Linked DNA regions of Mus musculus: region 2 is linked to region 1. Evidence: chromatin contacts called from public Hi-C data. All regions are on one chromosome and are shown on one strand. The core of a region is the stretch at or near the end of the contact, and the rest is flanking DNA. Distances in the headings are between cores, read along the strand shown. Region 1 overlaps Dlg2 (discs large MAGUK scaffold protein 2). Region 2 overlaps Dlg2 (discs large MAGUK scaffold protein 2).

Evidence for each region. A called contact is a pair of places that touch in the nucleus more often than the background predicts.
Region 2: a contact with region 1 is called in a Hi-C map of the N1E-115 cell line, with 3 times the contacts expected there. The contact joins two enhancer-like sites. A contact is called at or near these places in 2 of 39 promoter capture datasets (the 3T3-L1 cell line and the C10 cell line), 5 of 15 datasets of contacts at CTCF or cohesin (the NIH/3T3 cell line, embryonic stem cells, pro-B cells and 1 more), 129 of 484 Hi-C or Micro-C datasets (the 3T3-L1 cell line, 3T3-L1-derived adipocytes, the AML12 cell line and 72 more) and 11 of 115 datasets of contacts at active chromatin or transcription factors (the 230-238 cell line, PVALB interneurons, astrocytes and 7 more).

Annotation. Positions count from the first base shown.
Region 1 is chr7:91,439,741-91,446,803 of GRCm38.p6, forward strand. All of the region lies in intron 1 of Dlg2 (discs large MAGUK scaffold protein 2), which reads left to right. Among named protein-coding and RNA genes, the nearest start is that of Gm24552, 200 kb to the left of the region's middle. Within about 2 kb of position 3,296, at least 42 of the 459 cell types and tissues checked have an H3K27ac peak or open chromatin away from gene starts, as enhancers often do. A contact at or near this core is called in the N1E-115 cell line, where this site is marked.
Region 2 is chr7:92,021,236-92,027,635 of GRCm38.p6, forward strand. All of the region lies in intron 10 of Dlg2 (discs large MAGUK scaffold protein 2), which reads left to right. Among named protein-coding and RNA genes, the nearest start is that of Gm32353, 67 kb to the left of the region's middle. Within about 2 kb of position 3,881, at least 10 of the 459 cell types and tissues checked have an H3K27ac peak or open chromatin away from gene starts, as enhancers often do. A contact at or near this core is called in the N1E-115 cell line, where this site is marked.

The sequences.
Region 1 (7,063 bases), core at 2,046-4,545:
GCCCGTGTTCAAGTGGGTTTTGTGCTATTTCCTAACTGTTCTGAAGTGTCTATTATAGCCTGGTGGATGTCAGCTACCACTAATACTGGCAAGGCCTACCTAAGATGCACTAGGAAGGGTCTGCTTTAATACTTGTACCTGTTTGACATTGATACAAAAATAGGCAAATACTTAGAGTCCCTAGGTATGTGCCAGGACTGAGGACTTGAGAAAAAAATGTACGTGCTTCTTAATAAATGCAGTCATTTGAAGCTATATTATATTAATGCCAGTCTCAGAAAGACATACACCATATTTTTCATCATTTGTTGTTCTAATATCTTATATTGATGTATAAAATCATGTATTGTATTATAAATGAAACCAGGGGGACAATTGCAGCGGGAGGGAAATACAGTAGTCTAGGAGGCCACAGACTCACTGTGTAACACAAACTTGTATAAAAATGACCTAATATAACACAGTGCTGTTACAAAACATTTATTCATATTATCTCACTGGTTTCCTATAGCACCAACCACCATGCCCCAAGTCTGATTTTTATAAAGTGTGAATGAGTTTCATAGTTGCCCAAAGCCCCATTGCTTCTTAGTGGTGGAAACAGAATTGAATCCCAGGACACTGAGGCACAGGGATTTGTCCTCACATTTTTAATCCTATCACTAACATGAACATTTCCTCTTTCCATGGGCTTCCGGGGAAGTGTCAGCTTGTCTCTTCCATGGTGCGTGCTTCTCACTGGTGCTGTAGACTCACAGCTGGTGGACTGAGTCAGACAGAGACTGCCCACGGGATCTTACTGTTCTCCAATGAATCCAGTAGCAGGGAGCCACGGAGTGTTACTCAGATAGTATTTGAAGTTTTGCTTCCAAAGGGCAAACTAATTGCTGGGCTCTTTCTGAAATCATCACTTTGATGGCTTAGTATTGGAGCCACTTAACGTCAAAAGCTGATCCCCCACAGTCGTCCCACAAGTAGTTCTTCCTTCCTATATTTCTAACCTGGCAGTGACTACCCTGGTCTCTGAGGTTCATCCAGTCCCAAAATTAACTCAGCTGAACTTGAATGAGGATTTCATAGGGCCAGAGCTGTCCCCTTGCACAAAATACACTGGGCCTTCTTTCCTTCAGCACCAATCCTTGATCATGCTTAAATGTTCTGTTTTCTGAACTATTTTATTACCCCAAATAATACATATAACTCAATGCATGGAATTAACAGTAACCTGGAAATAGCCACTAACAGCAGATAAATATTTATCATCTCAGAATTTTGTTCTTCCTCCCATACACTTAGGTATGTTTTTGCATGCTTATATGAGACTGCTACTCACCTATATGTGACCTGATGAGTCTAGAGAAACACTCTTTGAGATGGCTTCATCTACGTGGTATCTGTTTCTTGTTGCTCTAACTTGGTGCACGAAAAGCAGGGAACTCGTTCTGTTCCCTCCTATGTGTTATCTTTTTTTCTTTCTTTAAAATCTCTATGCTCCCAGAAGCACCAGAGAGCACTCCCTTCAGGGTCTTCAGTAATATTATTTTCCTAACACATTATTATGGTACCTGACATTTAGTAGGGGTTCAGTAAACTGTTGTGTTTGTAGGCATCCAGACAGATTGACTCATAGAGGAATGGAAACAGATTAAGATACTGAGGAGGAAAAGGTAGAATTATTTCTCTAGTTTCTGCCACTTTTAAAATCACTACAAGTCATTTACAGCATCAAATGCCTTAGAAAAACAATTTAGGCTACCTACTGATTATACACAAGGGTATAAAATATCTCCTAAGTCGTTCCATGTAATGCCACTTGGCAGATTCCTGTGATATAGGCATGTTCCTACTCTTTCAGTGAGTCGTAGAGACTTTAATGAGTTTCCCAAGATTATGTGGTAGGTGATGGACTAGGAGCTATCCAAATCATCTCTTCAGAACATGACTCTTAGCCACTACTGAGATTTTATGAGGTTACTTAAGTTCAGTGGCCTCAGGAGTGGAAGGATAAGAATTCAAATAATTGTTCATATTTCTCTTCTTATTGCTGATAGAAACAGCTGAATGAAAGTTTACTCTCGGGCGGGAGGGGGGCTACACTCTTTTTTATTTCTATAACAAAGCTGAAAACTGCAACGTTCTTCAGATTTCATGAAATGGGGGAGTCACCATTTGTCCTGAACCTTAGTGCGCACCTGGAATACAGTGTTGTATTCAACTCCTCTACTTTTGTGAAATAAACCCTGTTTCTTTTATGCATAACTGTAGTTAAATGACGCTCAGAGATACTCAAGAACTTCCCAAAGGTCTCCCAGGAGGCAAGTGTCAGAATGGAAGTTTGGACTCATGTTTCCATAGCTAGAACAGACTTTTCCTCGACCATGTTGGGCTGCAGCTTGCTGTCTTGAAACATATTTTCACAGTGTATTTTGAAGATCCTCTAAGCCTCTTTCCTTCACACTTGGAAATCAGAGTGACATCTTCTCTGTCCAGTTCTGAGAACTACCTGAGAAAAGACCATTTAAAATTAGCCTTTTAGTCTAAAAAATAAAAACAAAATCAAAACAACAACAACAACAACAACAAAAACCTGTGTGCTACCTATGTAGATTTAATTCACAACACTGCACCTCAGACTGGGGTTCCATTTTGATATAAGTCTTAGTTAGGGTTTCCATGGGTATGAAAAGACACATGACCAAGGGAACATTTAAATGGGGACGACATTTAATTGAGGATAGCTCACAGGTTCAGGAGGTTCACTCCATTATCATCATACCAGGAAGGCAGAGTCCAGGAAGGCATGAAGCTGGAGAAGGAGCTAAGAGTTCTACATCTTTATCCAAGGAAGCCAGGAGCAGACCGGCTCCCACGAGGTTAGGGAGGTAATCATTGCCCGCCCCTACAGTGACCTACTTCCTCCAAAAAGGCCACACCTACCCCAAAAAGTTACACCTCTTAAATAGTGCCACTCCCTGGGCCAAACATATTCAAAACATCACGACATATTCAAAGAAATCAGGTCTGTTTAACTCTTGGGTGACTCCCTGGGTGAATCTGGCTTCCCTTGAATCTGGACCCAGCTCAGGAAAAGACTGTACTCCTGACTGGGCTTCTAGAATCTTCTCTGGACAGATGGAGGGCAGCCCAAAGTAACAGTAGGGTCTCTCTTGATTATTCAAATCATCAGTGCTTTAAAAAGAATCTTGAGAGCCGTTAAATATTCATGAAGGCATCCTTGCTGGCAGCTTCTCCATTGTAGGTAATTACAGAGGGTTTAAAATATCTGACGTTGCTTGGAAGCGCACAAAGCTCTGTCAGCTGCAAGCAGACAGCTGATTTGTAATTTAATTAACATCCTGGCTCATCCTGTTCTCTGTGGCAAAAAGCAAGCTAGTATTTCCTTTTAGTCGAGTGTTTGTCTGAAAAAAAAATTCAAGCTAAGTGCCTGGAAGAGTGGGTCATCTCTCACTCCAGTGCTCTTCTTGCCCATGTCCTGCTCCAAATCTGATTAAAAAAAAAAAAAAAAAAGAAAGAAAACGTCTTCTTCTCAAGTGTTCACTGGGCTAGCCAACATGGCTGCCTGTGGGTTATTTTCTTAAAGGTGCAAAGGCGAGAGAGAAAGAGAGACAGAGACAGCATCGGAGACAGAGAGAGGTCAGTAAGCTTTGACCTACTTTTTCCCCCCAGGTCTTTGAATAATAGATTTGCAGACAGACTGGGCCAGACAATTCATTCAACATTTATTGCGAACCCACTTGGTATCAGGTACTGCAATCAGGGTTGAACAAAAACAATTAGGGGCCTTCTTCCTACACACGTGTCAGTCCATGGGGCAAAGAAACATCACGAAAATGATCACAGAAATGTTGCCCCCCTGAAAGATGACAAAGGGAGGAGCAGTGCAGTGGAGGATGAAGACACACGAGAGAAACAGTGAAAATTATGTAATATCTGTCTCACTCTTTCTCTTCCCATATTCCTTCTATTCCTTTACATCTGAGAAGAAAGAGAAGCCTGATCTAGTCAAAGTGCCATTCAAGAATTTAGTTTAAATTAATAAAGTGAACATACAAAAAAAGAATCAATGAGCTGACCCATTCACTACACTGAGGAGTCTTTATCTTCTCTTTCTTCTGCTCCTTGTTGTCAGCCACCACCTTCTATACCCAGCCCCCACCTCCACCCCCTGTTTTCCCCACTTGTTTGTTCCTGAAATGTAGCAAGGTGAGAAGGCTGCAGCAGGTGCAGGGCGTGGCTGGACACAGGTTAAGGGTCACAGGCCCACCAAGAAAAATAGAACGGAGCTGGAAAAATGCCAGCTCTCTACTCACAGGCCTCAAATAAGTCAAATATCTACAATGATCAGACTTTATGAATAACACACACCCCACTTAACACGCCTGGCAGTTCTGCTGAACTGTTGGGAGAGGAAATAAAAGCCCATACTTTTCCAGAGTTCATTTCTTGAGCCTGCTTCCTTCTCCCAGCTGGTTATTTTCTGTGTTCTGAGTTGAATTTACATATTTCCTAGGAATCATCACTTCCTTTGCAGATTTGTTATTTATTTCATATTCTCACTGACTCTACACTTCTTCTGAAATAGGTTTTTCCTGTTTGCGAAATAACTCCTTTTTCAAAGAAGTTTTCTCTCAGCAAAGTCCCTCAGCCAACTGACTCTGGAGCGTTCTGGTTGAACATTATGGGAGATAAAAGTAAAGATTTGCTTTTCAACCCTTGGAGAGCTTAGGTGACAAAAAGAAATGAGATTTGACACAGAGAATACTGGTTTTCCGTACAATTAACAGAAGCAACTTTAGCAATTTCTACATATCAGGCTAGTGTAAGCAGAATTATTTCTTAATCTCAAACCTGCTTCACCCCATAGCTTTAAGCCTTACATAGCAAACCTCTTTCAAATTCTTTGCAATGTGTTTTCTGGTTGTATCTTATAGATGTACGATGTTGTGGTATCACCAAGAACTCAGAAGCACACATACATGTTCTGGCTTTCCTTGGCTTTTGATTTATATCACACACACCCACTTTGATCTTCTTCCCTACCTCCCTCTCTTTCTATCTCCATATTTCTCTCCTTCCTTGATCTTCTGTCTTGTGCCAACCCAGGCTGCTAGTCGGAAAGGAGAGTAGAGTACTTTTTGTTCAACAAAAGATAAACAGATTTTTATTTATGAGAACTTGGCAGACTTCCAGCTTCTGGATCAACTCTGATCTGCTCTGCCAGCCTAGCACCCCCTTCCAAACTGCCAGAGAACCTCCTGTGCTAGACTAAGACTGTTTATGGTCCTCTGAGTTCTAGGCACTTCCGGATGGTTCTGGCTCGCACACTAAGGTCTAATGTGCTATGCAGACCCTAGCAAGACTTCTTAATTTTAATCCATTCACATGAGAGACAGCAGTAGCTAAAAAAAAGATGAAGATATTTGCATGCACGTTCTGCTTGGTGGGCTTTTTTATTAGATAGACTGGATCATTGATCAAATAATTTAAAGTCAATTCTGTTAAACTTACAGATATGGATCTCTCATTTTGTGTCATATAGGCACTCAAATGTCCAACACATAAATGTATTTCTGATTCGTAGCCATCATGTACTGTAGATACATGGGAAAGCAATTAATAGTATAGCCATTAATCACTGATAAGAATCAGTACAGAATGTTATTCTACATACAAGAAGAGACAAGAAAGATACGTTGACATTCCTAACAGTCACAGAAATGCTATGCACCTTCTTGGATCTGATTATTGCAGCTATAAAAGCTGATTTGTTTAAATCCTGTGTTGAGTGAAGTTTAACCTTAAGAACAGGGAGAAGGAGTCTTGAAGACAAAGACAAAATTCTCCAAGTAAAATTGACATAGAAGAGATAGTAACATAGAACTCCTGGCTAGTAGCATTGCTCCTGCCTCTATTCTCATTAAAGATAAAGGAAGGGATGTTTCTTGACAAAGGGTATGGGTTTTTGTTTATTTTGTTGTTTTGTCTTCAAGTAGAGTGTTCTCAAATAGATGACACTGAAGCATGGAGCTAAGAAGAGTAATTCACAGATTTCAAGTCAGAGGCCATTCCTAATAGCCTCCCTTCTCTGCCACCACCACAAACCTTCCAAAAGAGCCCCGAGTGGCATTAGTAACTTCCCAAGCATCTGTAGAATGAAAGATGACTAAGCTGACTCAGAATCTCCTATAAAGCTGTGATCCCAACAGAATTGTTCAATCTCCCTTGTTAGGTGAACACCTTGGGAATGTGTTTTTCACATCAGGTACAGTTTCTTAATATCAGTATTAGTTTTTCAGGTAACTTCTAGGTACATAGGAGAGAGGAGTTTTTCATTATCCAAGGGATATCTTACCAAGAAGTGAATAGACATGAACTTTGAAAAGATATTTCTATGGGTTTAGGTAGAGGGACAGGTTACCAAGACAACATGGTTACTTTTCTTGCTTGTGATAAATTTCTGATACACATGTTTTTTTTTTTTTTTCCTTATGTCCAGGTCACTGTATAATTAAGGCAGGCCTTGAACTTGTGACCTTCGAATGCCTTTGTGCTGTGTATAAAATTTCATTCTCCTTATATATCCATTGAGATCCCATCTTAAGCTTGGAAGCTTCAGGCAAAGTTGATTCTGTTCAATTTTTGCTTCCATAGAATTTGATTCTGTATGTGGCCATCATCACTGTCTACAGTGGTTTAACTGTGTATATGGATAACTCAATTGAAATCTTGTATCATTCTTGACTACAAAACTTTGTTGAACAAACAATATGGTTGTGATTCTCCTTAAAGTTGGTTTTATAATGCTTTATAATGCAAAAAGTTATATCCAGCAAATATTTCTGTATCTCAACATGCTAAAACCTATGTATTCCCTCAATTTCCTCAAAAGACATGAACAACTCCATTAAGCAAACAACTGTTCAACATACATGATAGATACTTATCTAAGGAGTTTGAGATGTTAACCCAGATTGGCAGAAAAATTGGAAACACACCTATACCATAAAGGATTATAACTTTTCAAGCATAAGAAGCTATGAGA
Region 2 (6,400 bases), core at 2,631-5,130, 580 kb after region 1:
GATCTCTCATACATTGAGCCACCAAACCAGGTAGCATACACGAGCTGGTCTGAGGCCCCAACACATATACAGCAGAGGACTGTTTGGTTTAGCCTCAGTGGAGAAGATGTGCCTAACCCTCGAGAGAATTGAGGCCCCAAGGAGTGGGGGGGACATCCTCTTGAAGGCAGAGGAGGAGGAATGGGGTGAGGAACTGTAGAAGAGCTGACCGTGAGGAGGGGCAATGACTAGACTGTAAAAAATAATAATAATAAAAGTAATAAATAAATAAATAAATAAATAAAACAAAGACAGAGTGGGAAGGGAAGGGAAAGGAAGAAGGAGAGAGAGAGAGACAGACAGAGAGAGAGAGAGAGAGATTTGGTTTGTTTCAAAGTTTGGAAATGATCAATGACCAAGGACCATTCACTTTAAGATGAGAGTTAATTGGCTTTCCCTAAAGCTGTAGCCTGAATGTGGTATCCATTCACCAACAAAGCTGCCTTGTCTTGCCTCAGTGGGAGAGGATGTGGCTAATCTGGCAGGAACTTGATCTGCCAGGGTTGGGGGATCCAGCAATCCCCATCCTCTCAGAGGAGAACAGGAGGATATAATGGGGGAAGGGTCTCAGTAAGGAGAGACTAGCAAAGGGGGGCAATGCTTGTGATGTAAATGAATAAAAAATTATTTTTAAGAGGAAGAAAAAATTCAAAATAACTATACTATACTGAAACAATAGATTCTGAGATCTAGAAGAGGAAGCTAGATGGTTGTACTGGCTAGTTTTGTGTCAACTTGACACAGCTGGAGTTATCACAGAGAAAGGAGCTTCAGTTGAGGAAATGCCTCCATGAGATCCAACTGTAAGGCATTTTCTCAATTAGTGATCAAGGGGGAAAGGCCTCTTGTGGGTGGGACCATCTCTGGGCTGGTAGTCTTGGGTTTTATAAGAGAGCAGGCTGAGCAAGCCAGGTGAAGCAAGCCGGTAAAGAACATCCCTCCGTGGCCTCTGCATCAGCTCCTGCTTCCTGACCTGCTTGAGTTCCAGTCCTGCATCCTTTGGTGATCAACAGCAGTATGGAAGTGTAAGCCGAATAAACCCTTTCCTCCCCAACTTGCTTCTTGGTCATGATGTTTGTGCAGGAATAGAAACCCTGACTAAGACAATGGTGTTGTTGCTTGTTTGTCTGGATTCATTAGAGGTGGTGCTAAGAATACAATGTGCTCAGTCTGGCTGCAAAAATAAAATGCTCAGAATGTCCATAAGATGGATATGGCTTTTACCAGAAACCTGCTTGCTTGTTTTGCTTGTTCTTTTTTCATTTTTTTTGTTTTGTTTGGTCTTTTAAGGCTGAGCATCAATGAACAGTATGCACAGAACAGTTATGAATTGCCCTCAATGAAATTCCCATCCAGACAGGAAGTAGAGGCAGAAACCAGAAGGTAGTACATCAGAAAAATTATTCATGCATCTCTGCCTCCAAAGACTTTCTATATAAAATGAATGCAGTGAGGTTTTTTTTCCTACTCATTTCAAAATCAATTTTATATTAGTGTTCATATTTTAATGATTAGAAAGTTATTTTATATTTTTAATTAGAAAGTTTACTACACAGCATTACTGAGAGTGCTTGAAGTTCACATGCAAAGCTCTTGTTTACTGCTAAGGAAACTCATTAAAGGACAAATGAATTGCCCATGCTCATAAAATTAAATCAATTCCTGGTATTAAGCATCCTTTATAGTCAAGGAGCTGTGGCTTGGACTCTGAGGAATAGGAAGCTGGTGGCATTTCCTATGAAGAGATAGTTTCCATTAAAAGTGGTGAAATACAGCTATGCTTTGGCAAGTAGAAAGTACTGTGATAGAATGTAAGGTATATGTGTAGTATCCTGATTGGCAGTGGAGCACAGCATCAAGAACACATCTCATGGATGTGAAGGACATGGGGGCTTTGCAGAATGCCTGTTTCACTCCTTATTTGGTGGTTTAAGGATCTCTTCAGTGTCTTCTCCCAAACTCATCTCTTCTAGCCTGCAGGACAGAAAATTCCAATCTCCTTATACATCCAACCTGCTTCATGCTCATCCGACCGTGTCCCCTCTTTTCCCCAATCCCCTCTTTCCAAAAACAAGCAGCCATGTGAGACCTCTCACTACTACCTTATGGGTGTGGACACTGAGGCAAGGTCACTCAGCAATGTAGTGGAAGAGTCCTGGTGGGTACATTCAGGTCTTCTATTCTGCATTAGCAGTAACAGGGTCATCATGATATAGACACCAAAATGAACGTATTCTAAAAGAAGAACCAGTAATTCTTGGAAACTGACAGAGAAAGAGGAAGTTCAACATGACTGAGCTTTCAAACCTGGGAGATGCAAATGATGCAGAGTATTTGAGATGGCTCCTGCTATGGAAGTGAGGTGGTGAATGTGACTCCAGCTAATTTACCCATAAACTCTCAGGTGTGACAGATTTGCCCTTGGTGCCCAATTTCCACGGCCCAGAGTTGGCAGTGAGAGTCAGTCATCTATTCAAAAATTATTATCTTTGGTACTACTTTATCAAATGATTCAGCTTGAAAATACCCTCATCTATCCTGTATAAAATATATCCTACTTAGTGTATACATTCAACCATCTGGCAACTGGTTATGGTTGCTGTTTAATCATCACCTCTCAAAACAGAAAGGTTCTTTTGTGTATTTACAGAGTTTGGTAAGATTGTCAAAAAAGAAATGTCGACAACGGTAACCATATTATGCCATAGTCATATTTTTCTGGATATATGAGGATATAAAACAGAATAAGTATTCCTTGAGGAAATAGCAAAGCTGAGAGAAACATTTTATTGGTCTAGAAATATCTGGAAGGTGTTAATATCTGACAAAGACAAGATTTATGTAGCTAAGATAGAAGTAGGTGGGTTGTATAAAAGTAATTGGAGAAAAACTTAAATCACATAAAACTTTAAATAGATTATTGAGGGGAATACTTTGCATATGATATGAACTTTTAAGAAGCATTTAATAAAAAGTGGTCATAAGAAAAACTGAGAAAAGAAAGCAATACTGTCAAATACCATGTACTTGAGCAATGTTAATAGAAGCTCCTAAAAGTTGTTTTAAAAACTTCTCTCATCAGTAGACTTGTGATAAATGGCAAAATCATCTTTATGATTTTCTGTCTTATGGTCTGTGTAAAACAAAATCATAATTTGCTATTTAAAGCACAAAGTTTCCCATAAGCACTTTTAGCATGAGGAAATCAATCATTTATAGACTTCTTAGAGCTACAGAAATTTAGAATTTAAAGGAGACATTTTTATATTTAAATATTCAGTATCTATACGTATGTTCATATATCTGTCTACATATAAAATGCTTATAGAGGTCATTTAATATTGTCACTCAACCTAAAATCCCATGTTTTAGTACAGACTTTTTTTAAGATTTACTTATTCGTTTTATGTATATGAGTACACAGTCGCTGTCTTCAGACACACCAGAAGAGGGCATCAGTACCCATTTCAGATGGCTGTGAGCCACCATGTGGTTGCTGGGATTTGAACACAGGACCTCTTGAAAGAGTAGACAGCTCTCTTAACCCCTGAGCCATCTCCCCAGCCCCTAAACCTTTATTATTTTGATGCAAAAAGCCTAGGCAGTGTTTTATTTTACCTAAACTTGATTTCAGTTTTAATCCTTGAACTTCTGATCCTCCTGTCTTCCTTCCCCAGAACTGGGATTAAAGGTGGGTGAATATCAGCCTGGTTTATGAAGTGCTAGGGATCCAATCCAAGGCTTCTTGCCTTCTAATCAAGCACTCTACCAACCAAGCCACACCTCAGCCTGCTAAACATTTTTTGTTTTGTTTTTCCTTATCTGTACTGTCTGTGAGTAGTCACTCAGTGTTCAACAGTTGGCAGTCTTAAAGGTCCTTTGTATAGAGAGAATTCAGAGCGGTTAGAAGCAGCCTTTGAACTTCAACAAATGAGAAGAGAATAACTGTTACTGAATTTTAAATTTTTTATTAATTCTTTGAGAGTTTACTACAACATGTTCTAATCATATTTACACCTCCCCTCTAACATTTTCCATACCCACCTTTCCCACCTACCCACCTCATTTTGTGTCCCTCATTTTGTGACTCTACAGCAAGAGGTGGGTTGCATGGCCACCTCCTCTCTCTGTGCTGGGTTGTGGCCTGGCTTGTGTTTGCACTGTTTTTCTGCATGCTGCTGCAACTGCTGTAAGTGCATGTGTGCAACTGCCCTGGTGTGTCCAGGAGACATGGTTTCCTCTGGTTCTTACACTCCTTCTGCTCTATAAATCCTGGGAGGAGATTATGTGCATATGTATGCATAGAATATGCATACCCTTCAGAGCTGGACGTTCAGCAGTCTCTTGGACTCTGTACTTCAACCATTTGTGTGTCTCTGTGTTAATCATTATCTATTACAAATAGCCTTTCAGATAATGGGTATAATGATGGGATTGGTCTAATGCTATGTCTATTTAGCATAATAATACTAGGAGGTTTTTTTTCCTCTAGGTCCTATTACCAATCTAGCCATAAATTCTTGACCTTGCTAACAGTGTCAGGTGTGGGTTTTAGCTTGTAGAGAAGGAAGTCAAGCAGAAAGTGGTTGATCACTCTCACTATTACTCTAGTGGGTGTGTTTTTCCAGGCCAGCCATTACTGTAGGCAATAAGCTTCACTGTGGCTGGCTATGACTGAGGTGTACTTCCCTTCCATTAATATGCATAGCATGTTCCAGCACCATAAAAGCTAACCGGTTGACTGTTCCATGTCTTATGATCTAAGTATGTGCTATCTTACCATCAAGTTTGGCCATAACCAAAAGCAACAACAATAGGCTTACTGTTTATGGTCTAGAGGAATCACTGGCCAAGAACTCTCAAAAAAGTCACCCATTCACAGCACTAGACTGTTTATTCGTTAGCCTGTGCTGTCTAGTAAGGACATTGTTGCCCTGAAATAGAGTAATTCCATCACATCTTCTCTCTCTCTCTCCCTCCCTCTCTCTCCCTCCTTCTCCCACTCGCTCTCTCCCTCCCTCTCTATGTCTCTGTCTGTCTCTCTGTCTCTGTTTGTCTCTGTCTCTCTCTCTCTGTGTGCATTATGTGTGTGTTAGAAAATTTCTACAGTAGTACCTTTCTATACATCTTTTTTGAAATGTTCTTAATCCTATTTATCCTTCCCCACACACCCTCCTCTACCCTGCCTTCCACTTCCCCCATCCCACTTTAACTAATAACTGGACCTTTGTTTCCTGTTAACCCTTTACAGCAGTTCTGTTCCCCTCCTTTGTAATCCCCTCCCCATGGCCTCTTAGTAGTTTCCTGTGGCCTAGAATGGTCACTGATTTGACATAGTGTTATAAGCAGGAAGTAGATATTTTCATAATTATTTTGTTTTTACTCTGTTACTTGCAGCTATAATACAAGTCAATGAAAATAGGATTTTTGCTTGTTACTTATTTTTCATCAGTTTTATTCCTATATTCTAGGGAATATATATAACACACATTAGGTATATAGTAAATATTTGTGATGAAAGACTGATTATGTGAATAATTCCACCTCTATTTTACCCAGACCTGCTCCTTTCACCCTCTACGCTAATTAATATAATTTCAATATCCAAGTTAAAACTAAAAGCTTATTTGAAGGGTAGAGGCTCAAAGACTGTCTGAAGTGATTTAAATTTTGCATATCCGTGCTGTGATGGAAGGCCTAGCTTGGAATTTGATGGGTTTACCTTAAAAAAATATTTTAGACTCAGTAGCTAGTAAAGCATACTGGAAAACACTCTTTTGGGATAGTTCACGCCTGTCCCTTTAAATCGACTCTTCGTATCAGTTTTATCATTTGCTTCTTTCTTAATAATTGACTTGGCTAAAAAGCTTCACCTCTAACTACTGTAAACCATCAATAGTCCCAATGCAAGGGATGGGACAAAGCCTGGTCAGCAGCTGAATCGTGCCCATGCTCTCTCATGCCCCATCACAGAGAACTCTGTGCAGATGGGCAGCAGCGCCTCCTAGCGGCCGAAATGTGTGAAGTATCCTAGAATGTAAAATTGAGAACACAGAGTTTTGTGATCTATCACTAGAAAAGGTGATTATGTCTCTGCATTTGTCAAGCTTTAAATTTTTCTCTAAAATGCTTTTGTTAAAGTTTTACAAAGCATATTTGAAATTAAAACATCTATTTCAAGTATATAATTCAGTGAGTTTCAGTGACTTTATCCAGTGGTGTATCCATTCCAGAAACAAAAAAAGGCATTTTTATCTCCAGTCAGAATCTAAAGATCCATTTTTAATTTCTTTCTTTTCCTTTCTCTCCCAGACCCAAACACCAGACTGGTTTCTTTTGTGCCTTTTTATGAGTCTTTTTT